Regions from separate parts of the Macaca mulatta genome. Here region 2 is linked to region 1. Evidence: chromatin contacts called from public Hi-C data. All regions are on one chromosome and are shown on one strand. Each heading gives the region's core, a stretch centred on a gene start, on an enhancer-like site or on the middle of the called end of the contact. The rest is flanking DNA. Distances are from core to core; before and after follow the strand shown. Region 1 holds the start of TBC1D9B (TBC1 domain family member 9B). Region 2 holds the start of RNF130 (ring finger protein 130).

Region 1 (4,150 bases), core at 1,050-3,549:
CTTCTTACAAAAAATCATTCTTGGCCGGGCGCGGTGACTCACACCTGTAATCCCAGCACTTTGGGAGGCCAAGACAGGCGGATCACGAGGTCAGGAGATCGAGACTATCCTGGCTAACACTGTGAAACCTCGTCTCTATTAAAAATACAAAAAATTAGCCGGGTGCGGTGGCAGGCACCTGTAGTCCCAGTTACTCGGGGGGCTGAGGCAGGAGAATGATGTGAACCCAGGAGGCAGAGCTTGCAGTAAGCCTAGATCACGCCACTGCACTCCAGCCTGGGCGACAGAGTGAGACTCCATCTCAAACAAACAAACACAAAATCATTCTCGAGGAGTGGTCTCCAGGTCAGCAGCATCAACATCACCCAGGAGCGTGTTAGGAAGGCAAACACCCTGGGAGGGAGGGGCAGCAACCGGTGTGGTGGTTTGTTTTGTTTTCAGATGGAGTCTTGCTATGTTGCCCTGGCTGATTTTGAACTCCTGGCCTCAAGTGATCCTCCCACCTCAGCCTCCCAAGTGGCTGGGCCTACAGCAGCCTGTTTGAATCAGCCTTCCAGGTGATCCTAATGTATGCCCAATTTGAGAACCACTGGAATGAAGGAACAAGACAACTCCTTACCTCCTCTCAGGGTGTTAAAAAGTGCAGATCTTCCAAATTCTTTTTTTTTTTTTTTTTTTTGAGACGGAGTCTCGCTCTGTCGCCCAGGCTGGAGTGCAGTGGCCGGATCTCAGCTCACTGCAAGCTCCGCCTCCCGGGTTTACGCCATTCTCCTGCCTCAGCCTCCCGAGTAGCTGGGACTACAGGCGCCGCCACCTCGCCCGGCTAGTTTTTTGTATTTTTTAGTAGAGACGGGGTTTCACCATGTTAGCCAGGATGGTCTCGATCTCCCGACCTCGTGATCCGCCCATCTCGGCCTCCCAAAGTGCTGGGATTACAGGCTTGAGCCACCGCGCCCGGCCAAGATCTTCCAAATTCTTTCCCTCTAGAGAGCCCAATGACAATATTAGTTCAAACTTCCAAGATGTTGAAGCAAGCCCACCTCTGCATCTTGAAAGCTGATTCCTATATCCAGCAACATTGCAGAAGACTGCAGGTCACTCTGGGTGTCAACTGCGTGTACCTACATCCATCACACCAAGATTCTTGATCACCAATCACAGAAACCCACCTGGAAGCCAGGTCCAGCTCCAAGGATGGTTTAACCGCCCCCTTCCCTCTGCTCTCTAGCCAGATCCTGGTGAGGGCTCTGGCCAGCAGGGTGACCCCACATCCCAGTCGACCCCGGACAGCATGGATCCAGGCCTGTTGTCCCAGGTGGAGTTGACAGCTCCTTTCATGCAGAAGGCCGGGCGTGGACTGGTGCTACCCCTGCAGGTCAACACTGGGAGACCAGGGTCCCGCATTCGCGTGCAGCCCGCCTCACGCTTGCACACAAGCCGCCACTGGCCCGGGGGCCAGCCCAGACCCCATCCTCAAGGCCGGCCAGCCTCCGTGACCCGTCTGTCAGGGGAGGAGCTGCACTGATTTCCAAGGATGCAGCCCGTATCAGGGCCTCCTGGCACTCGCCCTGCGCTGGACGTTTTTTCTAGTCTCCGGCCCCAGTGTCAGAATTCTGAGAACTGGCCAGGCGCGATGGTTCATGCCTGTAATCCCAGGACTTGGGAGGCCAATGTGAGCGGATCACCTGAGGTCAGGAGTTCGAGACCAGCCTGGCCAACATGGTGAAACCCCGTCTCTACTAAAAATACAAAAAAATTAGCCGGGCGTGGTTGCAGGCGCCTGTAATCCCAGCTACTCAGGAGGCTGAGGCAGGAGGATCACTTGAACCCGGGAGGCAGAGGTTGCAGTGAGCCAAGATCGCGCCATTGCACTCCAGCCCGGGCGACAGAGCAAGCCTCTGCCAAAAAAAAAAAAAGAAAAAAAAATTCTGAGAATTAGGAGGAACTGCAAACCCTTTTCCAGGTGCCCTTTGCAGTGCTAACACGCCCCGGGTTGCACGCAAAACCAGCCAAAAACAGCCAAACTGTGCTTCTTTATATCTATCTTTCACATTGCACAGCTTTCAAAACGCCAGAAGCTCTACTCTGCACAGCGGCTCCCCTGCCTGCGGACTGGGCCGTTCCGTTCTGGGTCCAGGCCGGAGGCCGGCGGCTGGACCGCTCCAGGAGGCCAGGCGGGCGCGCGCCCGAGGCCGGGGCGGAGGGGGCGGAGGGGGCGGTGCGGGCCGCGAGCCGGGTGCGTGAGCGCCACACGCCCGCCAGGGGGCGCCGCCCGCCCGGCCCCGCCCCGGCCCGCTCGGCACGCTCCGCTCCGGGACGCCGACGGCGGCCGGCGCTTCCGCCTCGCGGGCCTCGGCCCGGCGCGAGCGGCACCGCGATGTGGCTGAGCCCGGAGGAGGTGCTGGTGGCCAATGCGCTGTGGGTGACGGAGCGGGCCAACCCCTTCTTCGTGCTGCAGCGGCGCCGGGGCCACGGCAAGGGCGGCGGCCTCACGGGTGAGAGGCGCGCGGGCGGCCAGGCCTAGGGACGCCGCGGCGGGGCCGGCGGCGGGCGGGTCCGGTTCCGGCCCGGCCTCTGCGCGTCGCGGCGGACACGCACGCCAGTGCGCGGCGGGGCGGGGGCTCGAGGCCGGGACCCGGGAGCCGGGCGCGGAGGGGCCGGGGCGGGGAGCGAGGGGCTGGCGGGAGGCGAGTGCGCCCTGGGCGGGCTCCGCCCGGTTTCGGCGCCCGCGAGCCCCGGGAGCCGTGTCGCTTCCCGGGATTCCACCGCCGAAAGTTAGCGAGGCCGCCCTGTCCTCATCCTCCACCTCAGTTTCCCCCGGTGCCTCTAAGGGGCCAAGTGACGCCAGCGCACGTTTTCTTGTGCCGTCTTCTTCATTCCCACCTCACCAGAGTATCGCCCTTTTAGCAAGATCGGAGGTCCCGGAGCCGGCCGCACCCCCATTCCCCAGCTCCTCCCCCGCCTTTCTGCTCCTGGCTGCTCTCAGCGCTGCCCACCCGAGGCTTTGGGTAGCAGCCCAGGGTGTTCCTGCCAGCTCGCCAAGGTGGCCCTGTGTGGGCCCGGGCGCCACCACCACGCAGGCTGAGGCCCTTGGAGTCGTGCGGCCTGTGGGATCCGGGGGAGGCTCACAGGCCCCTCCAGGCCCCTCCCTCCGCAGGGGTTGTCCCGGGCCCCTCGTGCTCCAGGGCCCGCGTCCCGCACTGCAGGAGCCCGGCTGGCCCAGGCTCAGTGCCTTTGCTCTTCGGGGCACCGATCGTTGCCCTGCAGGAATGCGGTCCCAGTGTTGCCAGGTCGTCCAGTTTATCAAGACCTTTTTCTGCGAATCATCCTGATTTTCAGTGTTAGCAGCTAATAGCCAGATGCAGACGGAGGCTTCTCCTGGGCCACACTTCTTCATATGGAAGAGACTGTTCTGTTCCCAGGAACACTCAGTGTTCCCTTCAGCTTCAGGCTCCCTCCCAGTGGGCCTCGAGGATCTCGGGCTCCTGTGCTGGACCCGCCTCCTAGATCCAGCTGTTCAGTGGGAGTTAGTTGGCAGCCCTTGTGGCCAACCTCAAAGCTACTGCAAGCCCGTTGAAGAAGGCAAGGGACCGGCACCTTTCCTTCCGCCAGCGTGCCCGTGTGTCATACTCGCCGGTGTACTCCGCCAGCGTGCCCGTGTGTCATACTCGCCGGTGTACTGGGAGCACTCGCGCTGTGCTCGGCAGGCTTCCGCAGGTCATCTCATTGGATGGGCGGGTGCAGGTGCAGCCCGGCCTCAGTACACCTCCTTCCTGCGGGCTCTTCTCCTTTCCACCTCACTCTCCGTGTCCCCTGGGACCATTCTTTGAACCCTCTCCCCACTGCTGGGTTTGGTGTGTCCTGCTGTGCCCTCTGACAGGGCCTTCCTTGTGCCATCATGGGCATTGTGGCCTCCGAGTACTGTCCTCCCTGAAGAGGAGGGGACGGTGATTTGGTTTTATTCAAGCCATCTATTAAAAACATGCCAACCTAGACTTTTCATTAAAGAATCTGAATAGCTAGCTTGGCCAACATAGCAAAACCCCGTCTCTACTAAAAATACAAAATTTAGCCGGGCATGGTGGCATGCGCCTGTAATCCCAGCTCCTCAGGAGGGTAAGACAGGAGAATCGCTTGAACCCAGGAGGTG
Region 2 (4,150 bases), core at 873-3,372, 160 kb before region 1:
GAGTAGAGGCCATGAGCCTCTCGGGCAGGGGTCGGCCAGGGCATACCCAGCGAGAAAACAGGAGACCCTCACTGGGAAGAGCCCCACACAGGCCCTAGATGTGGCCCCGGGTTGTGGGGGCAAGGAATATTTGGGTCGTGGGTGCTAGAGCATGGGTACCTTGGTGCTAAGGACTCCCTGCCCTATGAAGGGCCCAGCTGGAGGGGGACCAGATCAGAGCACTCTTTAAATGCCAGGCCCAGGGTGGGGATCCCACTGCTTTGGTCTAGGGGCTGTGCTTGTTGAGGATAAGTAAGAAAGAAAAAGCCGTTATCCATAGGCCAGGGCATGGTCTATAAGGACTATCGTAGAGGGTGGAAGAGAGGGAAATGGAGGGAGAAATTGTGAAGGATGTCACCAAGTCATCAATAATGGACATCTGTCTTTTTTTTTTTTTTTTTTTTTTGAGACGGAGTCTCGCTCTGTCGCCCAGGCTGGAGTGCAGTGGCGCGATCTCGGCTCACTGCAAGCTCCGCCTCCCGGGTTCACGCCATTCTCCTGCCTCAGCCTCCCCAGTAGCTGGGACTACAGGCGCCCACAACCGCGCCCGGCTAATTTTTTGTATTTTTAGTAGAGACGGGGTTTCACCGTGGTCTCGATCTCCTGACCTTGTGATCCGCCCGCCTCGGCCTCCCAAAGTGCTGGGATTACAGGCGTGAGCCACCGCGCCCGGCCTTTTTTTTTTTTCTTTTTTTGAAATGGAGTCTTGCTCTGTCGCCCAGGCTGGAGTGCAGTGGCGCGATCTCAGCTCACCGCAACCTCCACCTCCTAGGTTCCAACGATTCACCTGCCTCAGTCTCCCAACTAGCTGGGATTACAGGCTGGGATTACAGGCGCGCACCACCATGACCCACTAATTTTTGTATTTTTAGTAGAGACGGGGTTTCACCATGTTGCCCATTCTGGTCTCGAACTCCTGACCTCGTGAACCTCCCACGTAGAACTCCCAAAGTGCTGGGATTACAGGCGTGAGCCACTGAGCCTGGCCAGTAGTGGACATCTTAAGTTTTAGCCTGCACTGCATCCGTACCGTTTCCTGGAAACAGTGCCTCAAATTTCTTTTTGGGGAGCTACCTCTTTTCCGGATTTTCAGGACGGTTGGTTGCGCAAAGCTGACTCCACCCACTTCCCGCTCTAGGAGACAGGAGAGTCAACCCTGGTTGGTCAGAAGACGCCAAACTTTCCCCCTCCGCCTCCCCACAAAGATCCTGTAAGTTCCTGAAATCAGTTGCACGGCCCCATTCTTCCCTTCAGTTGATACTTTAGAGCGATGTACATCTTTTACACGCCGTGGAGAGAGAAAGTGAGAGTCGTGTGTGCGCGCGTTTGGGAAGGTGTTGGGGGGGTTCTCATGGTCCGGGGACCCCTGGAGTATTTCACCCAGTCACTAGAGCAGGGGCTTCCCAACCGCCCGGCCGCGGACCCGTGCCCACGGCCTTGGAGGAACCAGTGAGCGAGCAGGAGGCGAGCGAGCATTACGGCCTGAGCTCTGCCTCCCGTCAGATCAGGGCGGCATTAGAGTCTCATAGGAGCGCGAACCCGGTGTGAACTGCGCGTGCTGGGATCTGGGCTGCGCGCTTCTTAGGAGAATCTAACGCCTGATGATCTGAGGTGAAGCAGCCTCATCCCAAACCACTTCTCTTCCCTCAGTCCCTGCAAACACTGTCTTCCAGGAAACCCGTCCCCCAGTGCCAAAAGGTTAGGGACTGCTGCCCTATTGGCCTTTCCCAACCACTCGTGTCCCTGCAGGTCCGGGCCAGTCATCCCCCATCCATGAGGTCAACTGCATGACATGAATGATAGGTCTCATGACATTTAATTTTAAACACTTATTTTAAAGTTAGAACTTTTTTTCTTTTGTAGTCTGTTCTCACACATTTCCATATGCCCTCGCAGATCTCCCGGGCTCCAGGCCCTGCGGCCATCACGCCCGACAGAGAAACAGGCAGCGCCGGCGGGTGACCCGGCTGCCCGCGCCCTCGTGCAGGCGGGCGGGAGAGGACAGGCCCTCGCACGCATGCGCGCGGGGCGGGGCTGCGCCTCAGGCCTGTGCGTTGCCGCTAGACCAGCCGGGGGCGGGGCGGCGGCGGACGCGCGCCTCAGGCGGCAGCCGCGCAAGAGGGACTTTGTGTTCCTCTGACCCTCCTGGGGGCGCTTCCTCCCGTGCCGCCCTTCCCCTCCCGCGCCGCGTCCTTGCGAGGCGCCTCCCATTCGGCGGGACCGACCGGGGGAATGGAGGGGGCACGCTCCTACAGCCCTCCCGGGACCCTGAAGAGACGCCCGCGTGCGACCTGAGACGCCGCCCTCGCCGAGGGCCCATGGGCGCGTCCCCACGGGCGGGCGGCGGACGTGAGGGCGGCGAGCCGCGGGGTCGCAGCGTCCAGGAGGGCCGCGCTCGGGCTCGGCCCCGGCCCCGCGCAAGCCGCGCGCGCGCGCTCCCGCCGCAGCCCGGGCCGCGCCCGCCCCGCCTCTCCGCGCCGGCCCCGGAGCCCGGTCCGCGAGCGGCGGCGGCGGCCGGAGGGACGATGAGCTGCGCGGGGCGGGCGGGCCCTGCCCGGCTCGCCGCGCTCGCCCTGCTGACCTGCAGCCTGTGGCCGGCGCGGGCAGACAACGCGAGCCAGGAGTACTACACGGCGCTCATCAACGTGACGGTGCAAGAGCCCGGCCGCGGAGCCCCGCTCACGTTCCGCATCGACCGCGGGCGCTACGGGCTGGACTCCCCCAAGGCCGAGGTCCGTGGCCAGGTGCTGGCGCCGCTGCCCCTCCACGGAGGTGAGTGCCGGCCCGGGGGCGGCGGGCGGTGGTCGCTGCATCCCGCGGAGGCGGCCGGGCTAGGGTTCCCGGCCCCGGCTGTGGCCCTGGCTCTCCCGCTGCGCGCTGCCGGGCCGACGGCCCCAGCCGGGGTCGAGGCTTCCGTCGTGGACAGCCCGGCCTGCTCCCGTGGGAACCAGGCTTCAGGAGCGTGATTGGGTTTTCCCCTTCTTTGAAAAAGACTTGGAACGGTCGTCTTTGCGTTCAGCAGCTTGTTTGCTGGAGGGCATTGAGCTAGGAGTTTGCAGGGACAGCGTAGACAAAGGAGGTGGTGCAAGAGCGCAAAACTAATTCATGGGGAGGACATCTCAGCCTGTATTTTGGAAGCGGCAGGTTTGTTCCTGAAATCACGGACTTAACGCTGCGCTGGATCTCGAAGGATGCGGCCCTTTTCTAACATAAAAACGTGCCGTTAAGTGGTAAATGGAGGCGGAGGGTGTAAGAGGAAAATGGACATCTTCCCTGTTGCTTTTGGCTCCTGTTCTTGCTCTAGTAGTTTTACTGTAATTTGACGCCTAAAAATGTCACATTATGAGGATTTGATACTAATCAGAACTACTAGCCAAGGCTTTTCAGGTCACGGGTGCCGACCAAAAGGGAAATAGGTAAAATTTTCAAGAATTGTCTTTGAAACCATTTGGCTTAATGTCATGTTTTCCTATAAACATGGGCTTTGTTTAGTTAATTATTTGGTGTAAACATGTATTTGTTTAAATTATTAGTCATGGTTTGAAGGAAACGTTTTGCATATCGCGGAATATGATTTTTTGGGTTTTGGCCCACTTTGAACTTTTGGGAAATACCTGCTATTATCGCCACCCTCATTGTCACCCTGAGAATGCTGAGAGGGGATTTTTCTTCTCTAAACTGCTGTTCATGTTAGGATGACCTAAAGTAGGCAGCCTAAATCAAGTAATGGTTTGCTTTTACACTTTTAAGATATTAGCATATTATGCCCCTCTGAGGTCTGTATTTGTATGCCAAAGTGCCAAGCTGTTTTCTTCTTTGAGACAGGCTGGCTGGCGAAAAATAATCACGTAAGGCTTTTACTGTAGCCTGTCCCCAACTCAGACTGGGCTTTTAAAAGTCCGTTTTACACCAGTAATCAGGTGCTTCAGGCGCATATCTCATCTCCACTGTGTTGAAAAATGGCAGTTAGGGTCCCAGCTTGGCCACAGAAACAACTTTTGTCTTGGGTTCATTCAGTAAATATTTGCGTTCCTGCTCTGTGCCAGTCACTGTGGTTGAGATGCACAGTGTGGCCAGACTCTGGCAACTAACAATGGTAGCCTCTTTTCTG

What was found. A called contact is a pair of places that touch in the nucleus more often than the background predicts.
Region 2: a Hi-C map of liver shows a contact between it and region 1, with 2.9 times the contacts expected there. The contact joins the promoter of RNF130 here to the promoter of TBC1D9B in region 1. A contact is called at or near these places in 2 of 14 Hi-C or Micro-C datasets (fetal cortex germinal zone and liver).

Annotation. Positions count from the first base shown.
Region 1 is chr6:188,908,069-188,912,218 of T2T-MMU8v2.0, reverse strand. TBC1D9B (TBC1 domain family member 9B) reads left to right here and starts at 2,299. Exons shown (of 21, transcript XM_028850011.2): 1 at 2,299-2,495. The coding sequence starts at 2,378.
Region 2 is chr6:189,067,015-189,071,164 of T2T-MMU8v2.0, reverse strand. It overlaps RNF130 (ring finger protein 130), which reads left to right and starts at 2,122. Exons shown (of 9, transcript XM_077937531.1): 1 at 2,122-2,811. The coding sequence starts at 2,358.